2 separate regions of the Macaca mulatta genome follow, and region 2 is linked to region 1. A link is a contact called in public Hi-C data. All regions are on one chromosome and are shown on one strand. Each heading gives the region's core, a stretch centred on a gene start, on an enhancer-like site or on the middle of the called end of the contact. The rest is flanking DNA. Distances are from core to core; before and after follow the strand shown. Region 1 holds the start of PAK4 (p21 (RAC1) activated kinase 4). Region 2 holds the start of ZFP36 (ZFP36 ring finger protein).

Region 1 (5,195 bases), core at 1,425-3,924:
AGGAGTTCGAGACCAGGCTGACCAACATGGAGAAACCCCCGTCTCTACTGAAAATACAAAATTAGCTGGACGTGGTGGCACATGCCTGTAATCTCAGCTACTCGGGAGGCTGAGGAGGGAGAATCGCTTGTACCTGAGAGGCGGAGGTTGTGGTGAGCTGAGATCATGCCATTGTACTCCAGCCTGGGCAAGGAGAGCAAAACTCTGCCTCAAAAAAAAAAAATAAAATAAAATAAATTAAATAAAAGACACAACATTCTTTACAAATGTATATGTCCAATTCTGTTAAAAGAGAAAAGGGGTCAGGCATGGTGGCTCACACCTGCAATCCCAACACTTTGGGAGGCCAAGGTGAGAGGACTGTTTGAGGCCAGGAGTTCAAGACCAGCCTGGGCAACACAACGAGATCCTGTCTCTACTAAAAATTAAGGAAATTAGCCAAGCCGGATGCAGTGGCTCATGCCTGTAATCCAACACTTTGGGAGGCCAAGGTGGACAGATCACTTGAGGTCAGGAGTTCGAGACCATTCTGGTCAACATGGGAAAGCCCCATCTCTACTAAAAATACAAAAATTAGCCGGGCATGGTGGCAGGCACCCAGGAGTTGCTTGAACCCCAGAGGCGGAGGTTGCAGTGAGCCAAGATCATGCTACTGCACTCCAGCCTGGGTGACAAAGTGAGATTCTGATTCTGAAAGAAGGGAAGGGAAGGGAAGGGAAGGGGAGGGGAGGGACGGGAAGGGGAGGGGAAGGACCGGGAGAGGAGGGGGAAAATAAATTAGCCAGTGTGGTGGCATATGCCTGTAGTCCCAGCTACTTGAGAGGCTGGGGTGGAAGGATCACTTGAGCCCAGGAGTTTCAGACTGCAACCCCGCCTAAATGACAGAATAAAACACCTACCTAAAAAAAAAAAAAAAAAAAAAGAGAGAGAGAGAGAGAAAAAAAAAAAAGAATGAACAAATAAAAAGAAAAAGGGTAGGTAAACATAAAGAAAAATTAACTCATTCAATCATTCATTCATTAACTCATCGTTCAATCATTCATTCATTATTGCCACAGACATTAATAGAAATTAATTAAATGCCTACTATGTGGCTGTTCTGGGGCAGAGGAGAAGCACCAAACATTTAAGAGTATCTCTGATATCTCTGAAGGGGTGGAATTACCACTCATTCAAACATCCCTTCCACCAATGTTTACTGAGCATCTACATGTCAACGGTGCCAGGGCGCTGGGAATGCAGCAGTGAACAAAGACAGAAATCCGTGTTGTCATGGGGCTGACATTCCAGCAGAGGAGACCACCAACAGGCAATAACTACAATTAGCAACGAGAAATAAGAAAAAAGCAGACAGGGTTTGGTAGTATATGAGAGGGATGTTTGCTGCTTTCCTTAGGGTGGGCGAGGGAATTATTTCACAGAGAAAGTGACATCTGTGTAAAGCCCTGAAAAAAGGGAGGAAGGGAGAGATAAGGATACCTGGGGGAAGAGTATGTAACCGACAGAGGAACAGCCAATGCAAAGACTGAGGTGAGAGCGCACCTGACAGAGTTCAGGAACAGCATGAAGGCTAGAGTCCAGTGACTAAGATCCAGGAGGAGAGCTGTCTGGCGGGGCGCCTTTGCTCACACCTGCAATCCCAGCACTTTGGGAGGTCAAGGCGGGAGTATAGCTTGAGCCCAGGAGTTCGAGACCAGCCTGGCCAACACGGAAAAACCCTCTCTAAAAATGAAAGAAAAAGGCCGGTGCGGTGGCTCATGCCTATAATCCCAGCACTCTGGGAGGCCAAGGCGGGTGGATCATCTGAGGTCAAGAGTTCGAGACCAGCCGGGCCAACATGGTGAAACGCTCTCTCTACTAAAAATACAAAAAATTATCCGGGCGTGGTGGTGGGCGCCTGTAATTCCAGCTACTCAGGAGGCTGAGGCAGGAGAATCTCTCGAACCCGGGAGGCAGAAGTTGCAGTGAGCTGAGATCGAGCTATTGCACTCCAGACTGGGCAACAAGAGGGCAACTCCGTTTCAAGATAAATAAATAAGTACAAATAAAATAAAATAAATTTTAAAAAGAAGATGTCTGGTGTTTGTTTCTAATATTTTGACTAATTACTTTGTAAAAACGTATTTTAAAATTTAAGATCAAACAGTATTAGGTTACCGGGCTCAGACAGACCAGCGTTCAAAACTCATTACCTTCTTTCTGCCAGCTATTTCACCCTCTGAATCTCAGTTTCTTTATCTGTAAAACGGATATTAATGATATTATACCACAGGGTTGTATATGCAGCGAGAAAATGCAAGTAAAGCACTTGTCCAGGTGCCTGGCTCCTAGTAAGTGCTTAAGAACTGTTTCTGCCCATTATTAACTCATTACTCTCTCCCAGCCCCTAAACTCCTTCTGGGGGGAAGTTAGAAAATCGGTATCACACGAAAACAGTCATTTCCCCTTTAAGGACTTCAGTGGGCTGGGAGCCAGCCTTCCCGCACCTTTTCCAAAATTTCCAATCCCCGCTTGGCATTTTCTGCACGAAGGTTTCCGATTGGACGCTCTGCACTAATCGGAGGCTGGAGCGGGCCCTGAGAGGCGCCCGACTCCGCCCCCGCGCTGATCCTGCCCACTGCCCGGTCAGCCTCGTTGCTATGGGGACTGGTGGGCGGTGAGCGGGGAAAACCCCGGATGTTCGTTGGGGATTCAACATGGCGGCGGCAGTATCCGCGGTGGCGGCGGCGCAAGCGAGCTGAGGGAGGCGCGAGGGCGCGGAGTTCCAGGCCGAGCAGCTAGGCCGCGAGCGACTGCGGCGCCGAGCCGGTAGGATAAGGGGTTCGGCCAGGGGCTTGCAGTGGGCCGGGCGCTGGCGGAGAGACGGCGTTTCCGCGAGGAGGGGGGCGGGGCCGCTGGGGTCAAAGTTCACTGGTGGAGGGAAGGGTCGCGTCCGAGGGGTCGGGGGTTAACGCAGTCTGGAGGGAGTTGTAGTGGAGGTCGGAGGTCAAACCAGCGAAGGGGGCGTGGCGAAGGGGAGTGCAAAGTTTGAAATTCGAAGTAGGGGCGCGTTCGAGGGGATCTGGGCGAGTCTCAAAAAAGATGGGGTCCAAGTTAATAATTTGAGGTGAGGCTGCCTCTACAAGGGTCAGAGGCCTCAGCCCCAGGGGCCCCAGGTTGGAGGTTTAAAGCTGCCCCCAGCGGAGCAGATGAATGAGTTTTAGGTTCGGGGGCGTCTTTTAGGGGTTCAAAGCTGGGGCGTGCCTAGAAGGTGCAAAGGTGAGAATCTGACAGCGGGGCAGCTGTTTCCCAGAGTCAAAAATTAAAACCCAAGGAGGGCGTATTGCAGGGGACGGGGGGGCGGGGCATCCAGGGGCGGGGTCGGAGATGCTTCCTGGTGGCAGGAGAAGGGGGAACTCTCCCACAAATAATAATGGCAAACACTCATGAAGCACTTACTATGGGCTAGACCCTTTTTTTAACGCTTTACTTGTATTAGCTGATTCAGTCCTCACCACAGTCTTAGGGGGTCTTAACCTGGTATTAAGAGGTTAAGTGGTTAAGTGATTTGCCCAAGGTCACCCGATGCGTAAGTTGTGCGCTGGGATTCTAACTCTGGGGTTCTGGCCCAGAGCCCTGCTCTGGCCGACCGCCTCTCAAATCATCATAATGTCGGTTAATGTTTAATGAGGGCTCACACTGTGCTCCACGCCCTGTGTGCCTGGTCGTATTTCACCCCTGCTGCAATCTTGTGAAGTGACTGCTCAACATGAACCTATTTTACAGACGGGAAAAGTGAGGCTCAGAAGTTTCTGCTGAAGGCAGAGTTAATCGAAGCTGGGCCTGGGTGATGCCAGGGCTCCTGCTGCTGGTCGCCACATTGTCCGGTGCTGGCCATTAGGTCTCTCCTGGAAGCAGGGGGCTGGGCAGGGCTGGGCCACTCCCTGGGCCTATGGGATTGTCAGCTTGGTTTCCTTGGAAGGGGTGATCTGGCAGGGCAGATTCCCGTGGGCCTATGGGAGTGGAGTGTTTGTGGGTGGTCTGGAGTCCCAGTGAGGGAGTCGGATGGGCTTCTAACTGGGGAGGGTGTCCCTGGGTGGTACCGCGGGCAGAGCTGGGTGTTCACTGTTCTTAAAACCCTAAGCTCTCGCTGTGGTCCTCAGTCACGCCCACCTTACTTCCTAAGGCTCTGCCCATTTCTCCCCAGCCCAGGCCCATGCCTGCCACCCGATCTTTGACCTTCCTGTTCCTTCTGCTGGGAATCCTTTCCCCACCCTGCCCTCTCTCACTGACAGGTCGCTCACTCTCAGCTGGCCCGGGACCACCCTGGCTCGCACTTTCTGCAGGCTCTTGTTCTCTCATCTGCCCAGCCGTTCCCTCCCTCCTTACCTTAATTATTAGGGTGCGTGGTGGAATTGCTCTGTGGGGTTCCTTGCCTCGGTCCCCACGAAGCCCTGCCTGGCCTGCAGAGGATGCGACATTGCTGGGGGTTGACTGTTGGGCAGTATGCTGGGTGCTGGAGTGTGGCAGCGGACGAGACCCGCAGAGCCCCTAGCCTCAGAGGGCACTCAGTCCCCTGGTTGGAGCACAGTGGAACCAGCCCCCAAGCCAGTGACACGAGGCTACGTCTCTACAAACGGTGGTGTGGCTTGCAAGGGCGTCTTCAGGGAGCCGGGAGAGTGCCCCTACCCTGGGCTGAAGCCTGAGTCCCTTTCCCCTGGGAAGGCTCTGAAGGATGGGGAGGAGGGCTGGGAATGGGCTCACCAGGCAGGAGGAGCAGTGTGTGCAGAGGCCCTGGCATGAGTGGAGGTCAGGACTCGGGTGCAGAGTTGGGGATCTGGGGCAACACGTAGCCTGTGCAGGTTCAGGGCGAGACCCTGAGGGTGCTCAGCCTGGGAGGGACGGTGGGAGCAGGGGAGGGCTGAGGAGTACCTGTGTGTGTGGAGCTGCGTGAGGCCGTGATGGAGTGTGGTTCAGAAAGCAGTGCTGGGCCAGGGATGCCTGGTACACACCCTGCTCCATCACTCACAGAGCGTGTGAGGACCTCCGTTTCCACTTCTGCAAAATGGGCATAGCGTTAGCGCTGCCTCATAGAATTGCCGTGAGGATGTGGGCTAGAGAGCCTTGGCCCAAGGCCCCGCATGTAGTAATTGCTGTGTAAGCATTAGTCTTGCTGCTGCTGCTGCTGCTGCCACCCGACTGCTGCCTGGGGAGGG
Region 2 (5,195 bases), core at 1,841-4,340, 290 kb after region 1:
TGCGAGGGAGGAGGGACTGAGGCCTTGGTCTCCTGGGTCCCCAGGTCTGTGGGTTTGGGGAGGTGGAAGACCAGTCCTTCTGCGAGCAAAGCATCCCCCTCCTTTGAGAATGGCCCTATCCCAAAAGTCCTGACTCGGGGCGATGACTCAGCAGATGGAGAGAGGAGGGGGACAGGCTGACTCAGGGATGGGAAATGCTCCCAGTATCCAGGGAGTAGAAACTGGAATCCCTCCTCCAGGATCGATCGCAGCCCGAGCTGAGCCGGGCTCCGCAGACCCAAGGGTGCCCCCCACTCCCCTTTCCCCGCCTCAGTCCTATAAGCTGTGTAAGGATTTGGAGCTCGGCCGAGAGGCGGGTCCCAGGTCCCCCTCCTCCCCCCTTTTTCCCCGTTATCCTCGGGGCTCTGTTTACAGGAGACGGGAGCCCTGGTTACAGGAGAGGAACCCGAGTGTCCGGGCTGAACCTCCTCGTCACGGCTTACAGGAAGCCCCCACTCCCCCGCCCCTTGCGAGTGAGTCACAGGCGAGCAGGAGGCCACAACCGTGCCAGAGCCGCCCGCGGCCCGCCCAGCTCACGAGACCGGCCCGGGAAGGCCCCTCAGCAAGCGCCGCATCAGGGATTCCCCCCCGCCGCTCTCAGACGAAGCAGGTCGACGTGGAGCCTGGCAGAATCTCCCCACCTTAATACAAGCCCGCAGCCTGCAAGAATGAACTTTCCACCATTATAACTGCGCACTGTGGCAATGATTTCTACCCCCGCATTTTCACTCAGGGCAGCCAGCTCTCCAACACCCCTTAAAAAATAAATTGTCTTTCAAGATCTTAAGAGGGTTTTCACTTAGGGCAACCCTTGGATAACAAAAGATGTGCCAGTGTGGGGAATGATCCTTGAAAATGTAGTCTGGGCCGGGCGCGGTGGCTCACACCTGTAATCCCAGCACTTTGGGAGGCCAAGGCGGGTGGATCACGAGGTCAGGAAATCGAGACCATCTTGGCTAACACAGTGAAATCCCGTCTCTACTAAAAATACAAAAAAATAGCAGGCATGGTGGCGGGAGCCTGTAGTCCCAGCTACTCGGGAGGCTGAGGCAGGAGAATGGCGTGAACCCGGGAGGCGGGGCTTGCAGTGAGCCGAGATCTCCCCACTGCACTCCAGCCTGGGTGACCGAGCAACACTCCGTCTCAAAATTTAAAAAAAAAAAAAAAAAGGAAAATGTAGTCTGAAGGCACACCCCACTATAAGAGGCCCATCCAGCCATCAACTGAGGATGACCCATTTTTTTTTTCTTTTTGAAAGCTTAAAACAGCTTTCAATCAATGCAACCATCCATTATGGTGAAAGACCTCCACCTTGCCAATCTTGAGTTTTCTTAGAGGGCAAACCTCAACATAATTTCAGGCCCTGGTAGGAGGCCTCTGCCGTTTGCTAGCTCGAACTAGAAGAGTAACGTTTATTACCCCCTTGAGAGGGAGTCTCACTCTGTGGCCCAGGCTGGAGTGCAGTGGCGGGATCTCAGCTCATGCAACCTCCGCCTCCTGGGTTCAAGCGACTCTCCCACCACAGCCTGCTCCCTCCCCGCCCCCCAATAGCGGGACCACAGGCGTGTGACACCGCACCCAGCTAATTTTTGTATTTTTGGTAGAAACGGGGATTCACCATGTTGCCCAGACTGGTCTCCAACTCCTGAGCTCTCGTGATCCGCCCGCCTTGGGTGCCCAAAGTGCTAGGGCTACAGGTGTGAGCCGGGCAGGAGAGTAACTTCACTTTGGTTTCCTCCTGCCTTAAATAGGCATACCACCTAGCATTAGGATGAATGTGCGTAAAGCATTTAGAACTCAGCCTAGGTGAGTTCTCCTTAACTCAGCCTAGAAGAGATCATCTGCCTGAGGATGAGGGGCTAGAGCCGCCCTGTGACTTGGGAAAGGAGGCCCCTTTTCAGCCTTGCTAGGTATCCTGGACCCCAACCCACTCACTCACCCACCCAACCCCAGCAAGTGGGGAGAGGGAGAGCAGTTCTGGTCTCATCTGTCTGGGCTGTTTAGGAGTGAGACAACACAAGGCAGGCAGTTCTCAGAGAATTCCCCTCCAAGGCCTGCCGGCTCTTTCTTGGCACTTTGCTTGGCAGATTTCTTTCTGTAAGTGCTTGTTTCTCACAGTCTTTCTCCTTTTTGTCCAGTTTTTCTTTTTAATTTTTTTAAATAGTATTTTTTGTAGAGATGGGATCTCACTGTTGCCCAGGCTGATCTTGAACTCCTGATCTCAGGTACTCCACCTGCCTCACCCTCTCAAAGTACTGGGATTGGCCGGGCTTGCTGGTTCGCACCTGTAATTCCAGCTCTTTGGGAGGCCGAGGTGGGAGGATCCCTTCAGTCTCGGAGGCGGAGGCGAAGATCACCCTGGGCAACATAGGGAAACCCCGTCTCTCAAAAAAATAATAATGAAGAAAAGAAAGAAAGAAAGAAAAACACAAAAAGTGCTGGGATCACAGGCGTAAACCACTTGCGCTCAGCCCCTTTCTGTTTCTTTTTGTGATCCTCCCAACCCTCTTCTCCCTCTGAATCTGTCTCTGGGACTGTCTCTGTCTCCCCACCGTCCCTCCCCTGCTCACCCTATCTCTCCCTGTATGTGTCTCTCGGTGTGTGTGTGTCTCTGTTTTTCTCTCTGCCTCTCTCCCTGTCTGTCTGTACCCCTCTGCGTGTCTCTCCCCGCCCCCGTCCGTCTGTGTCGCACGCGCACCCCCATCGGGCCTCTGCCCTTGTCAATTGCCCCTGAAGCCCTGCCCCCACCTCCGCCCCAGTTTCCTTCTACACGCCTCAGTCTCCAGCTTTGAAAACTGGGCAGGCGCCCCCCCGATCCGCACCCCCACCCCGACCCCCACCCTTTCCCCACGCACTCCCCGCCCGGTCGCGGCTGTCCACCGGCCAAGCTCAGGCGCGTCCTGGCCCAGGGCCGGGCGGAAGGGAACCAGTCCAGGGCCAGCCGGGCTGCGCCCGGGGCGCGCGTCCGGGAAGCGCCCCTCCTGCCCCGCCCCTGGCCCAGGCCCCGCCCCGTGCTTGCTGTTTAAGTAGCCGGCTCTCCCTGCCAGCCTCAGCCTGACTTCAGCGCTCCGACTCTCGGCCGACTCCCCTCTAATGGCCAACCGCTACACCATGGATCTCACTGCCATCTACGAGGTGAGTCCCCACCGCACGGCACCCCCGGTACCTGCACACTTGACTCCCCAGCTCTCTAGCGCCGCAAACTCCATCCCGGGACGCTTGCCTCTCTTCTCCAACTGGGGCTTCCTAGCGCCCTGCCCTCCAGCCTGGGGCCCCTGCCTCCCGCTCAGACCAGCTTGGTGATTTGGAGGTGAAAATGGAGCCCACGACTCCCGGCTCTTGGCCCAAACATGGGTGGGGCGGCCCGTGCGAGTGGAAAGTCGGAGAACTTTTCTCAGACCTAGGCTGCCTGGAGGCGGAAGTGGCCCCCACACCTGGCTCACCCCTAGTCGTTGCTGAGGGCGTGGTTTTGCGCGGAGGCGTCTCTGGGGCTGAAGTCTCAGGGTTGGGGGGATCCGACTTCTGTGTCTCCAGTCCCTGACCGTAGTTCTCTGAGAACCCTAAAACCGAAGCCATCCGGACTCCTGGGTCAACTTTGCCCGGTTCCTCCAGTTGTGAAACTGGAGATCCTGACGCGTGGGTCATATCTGGGGAGGGCAAGAGACCCAAAATTGGGAAAAAGTGGTGTGCCCTGACTTCGGGGCCCCCTCTTGGTCCAGCCGGGAAAGCCGGGATTCCTGGGTCCCTCGGGATAAGGCCTCGGTCGTGGGTAAACTCAGAACCTCCAAATCTGGGTTCCTGGCATCCGGAACCCAGGGGTTTTTGCAGGCGGGTGGGGCTCAGGCCAGGAGCCCACAAACCGGCCTGGCAAGCTCTAGTTCCCTGCAGCTGGGGTGGGGCGTCGCCCTGCATTTTCGGGTACCTTAACCGACCCATTTCCGCAGAGCCTCCTGTCGCTGAGCCCTGACGTGCCGGTGCCATCCGACCATGGAGGGACTGAGTCCAGCCCAGGCTGGGGCTCCTCGGGACTCTGGAGCCTGAGCCCCTCCGACTCCAGCCCGTCTGGGGTCACCTCCCGCCTGCCTGGCCGCTCCACCAGCCTGGTAGAAGGCCGCAGCTGTGGCTGGGTGCCCCCACCCCCTGGCTTCGCACCGCTGGCTCCCCGCCTGGGCCCCGAGCTGTCACCCTCACCCACTTCGCCCACTGCGACCTCCACCACCCCCTCGCGCTACAAGACTGAGCTATGTCGGACCTTCTCAGAGAGTGGACGCTGCCGCTACGGGGCCAAGTGCCAGTTTGCCCATGGCCTGGGCGAGCTGCGCCAGGCCAATCGCCACCCCAAGTACAAGACAGAACTCTGCCACAAGTTCTACCTCCAGGGCCGCTGCCCCTATGGCTCTCGCTGCCACTTCATCCACAACCCCAGCGAAGACCTGGCGGCCCCGGGCCACCCTCCTGTGCTTCGCCAGAGCATCAGCTTCTCCGGCCTGCCCTCTGGCCGCCGGACCTCACCACCACCACCAGGCCTGGTCGGCCCTTCCCTGTCCTCCAGCTCCTTCTCACCCTCCAGCTCCCCGCCACCACCTGGGGACCTTCCACTGTCACCCTCTGCCTTCTCTGCTGCCCCTGGTACCCCCGTAGCTCGAAGAGACCCCAGCCCACTCTGTTGCCCCTCCTGCCGAAGGGCCACTCCTGTCAGCGTCTGGGGGCCCTTGGGTGGCCTGGTTCGGACCCCCTCTGTACAGTCCCTGGGATCCGACCCTGATGAATATGCCAGCAGCGGCAGCAGCCTGGGGGGCTCTGACTCTCCTGTCTTCGAGGCGGGGGTTTTTGCACCACCCCAGCCCGCGGCAGCCCCCCGGCGACTCCCCATCTTCAATCGCATCTCTGTGTCTGAGTGACAAGTGACTGCCCGGTCAGATCAGCTGGATCTCAGCGGGGAGCCACGTCTGTTGCACTGTGGTCTCTGCATGGACCCTAGGGCTATGGGGACTTGAGGGACAGTAATCAAGTAATCAAGTAACCCCCTTTTCCAGAATGCATTAACCCACTCCCCTGACCTCACACTGGGGCAGGTCCCCAAGTGTGCAAGCTCAGTATTCATGGTGGTGGGGGATAGAGTGTCTTCTGAGGTTTTTGACCAAAAAAAAAAAAAA

What was found. A called contact is a pair of places that touch in the nucleus more often than the background predicts.
Region 2: a Hi-C map of fetal cortex germinal zone shows a contact between it and region 1, with 2.5 times the contacts expected there. The contact joins the promoter of ZFP36 here to the promoter of PAK4 in region 1. A contact is called at or near these places in 3 of 14 Hi-C or Micro-C datasets (cortical neurons, fetal cortex germinal zone and liver).

The regions. Positions count from the first base shown.
Region 1 is chr19:50,214,102-50,219,296 of T2T-MMU8v2.0, forward strand. It overlaps PAK4 (p21 (RAC1) activated kinase 4), which reads left to right and starts at 2,675. Exons shown (of 8, transcript XM_077982687.1): 1 at 2,675-2,808. It overlaps LOC144337489 (a long non-coding RNA gene), which reads right to left and starts at 2,554. Exons shown (of 3, transcript XR_013410674.1): 1 at 2,487-2,554; 2 at 2,193-2,238.
Region 2 is chr19:50,501,922-50,507,116 of T2T-MMU8v2.0, forward strand. ZFP36 (ZFP36 ring finger protein) reads left to right here and starts at 3,091. Exons shown (of 2, transcript XM_015123904.3): 1 at 3,091-3,174; 2 at 3,984-5,195. The coding sequence starts at 3,133. The coding sequence ends at 4,940. The region is part of intron 1 of GMFG (glia maturation factor gamma); the gene reads right to left. It overlaps LOC144337494 (a long non-coding RNA gene), which reads left to right. Exons shown (of 2, transcript XR_013410679.1): 1 at 1-959; 2 at 1,729-2,474.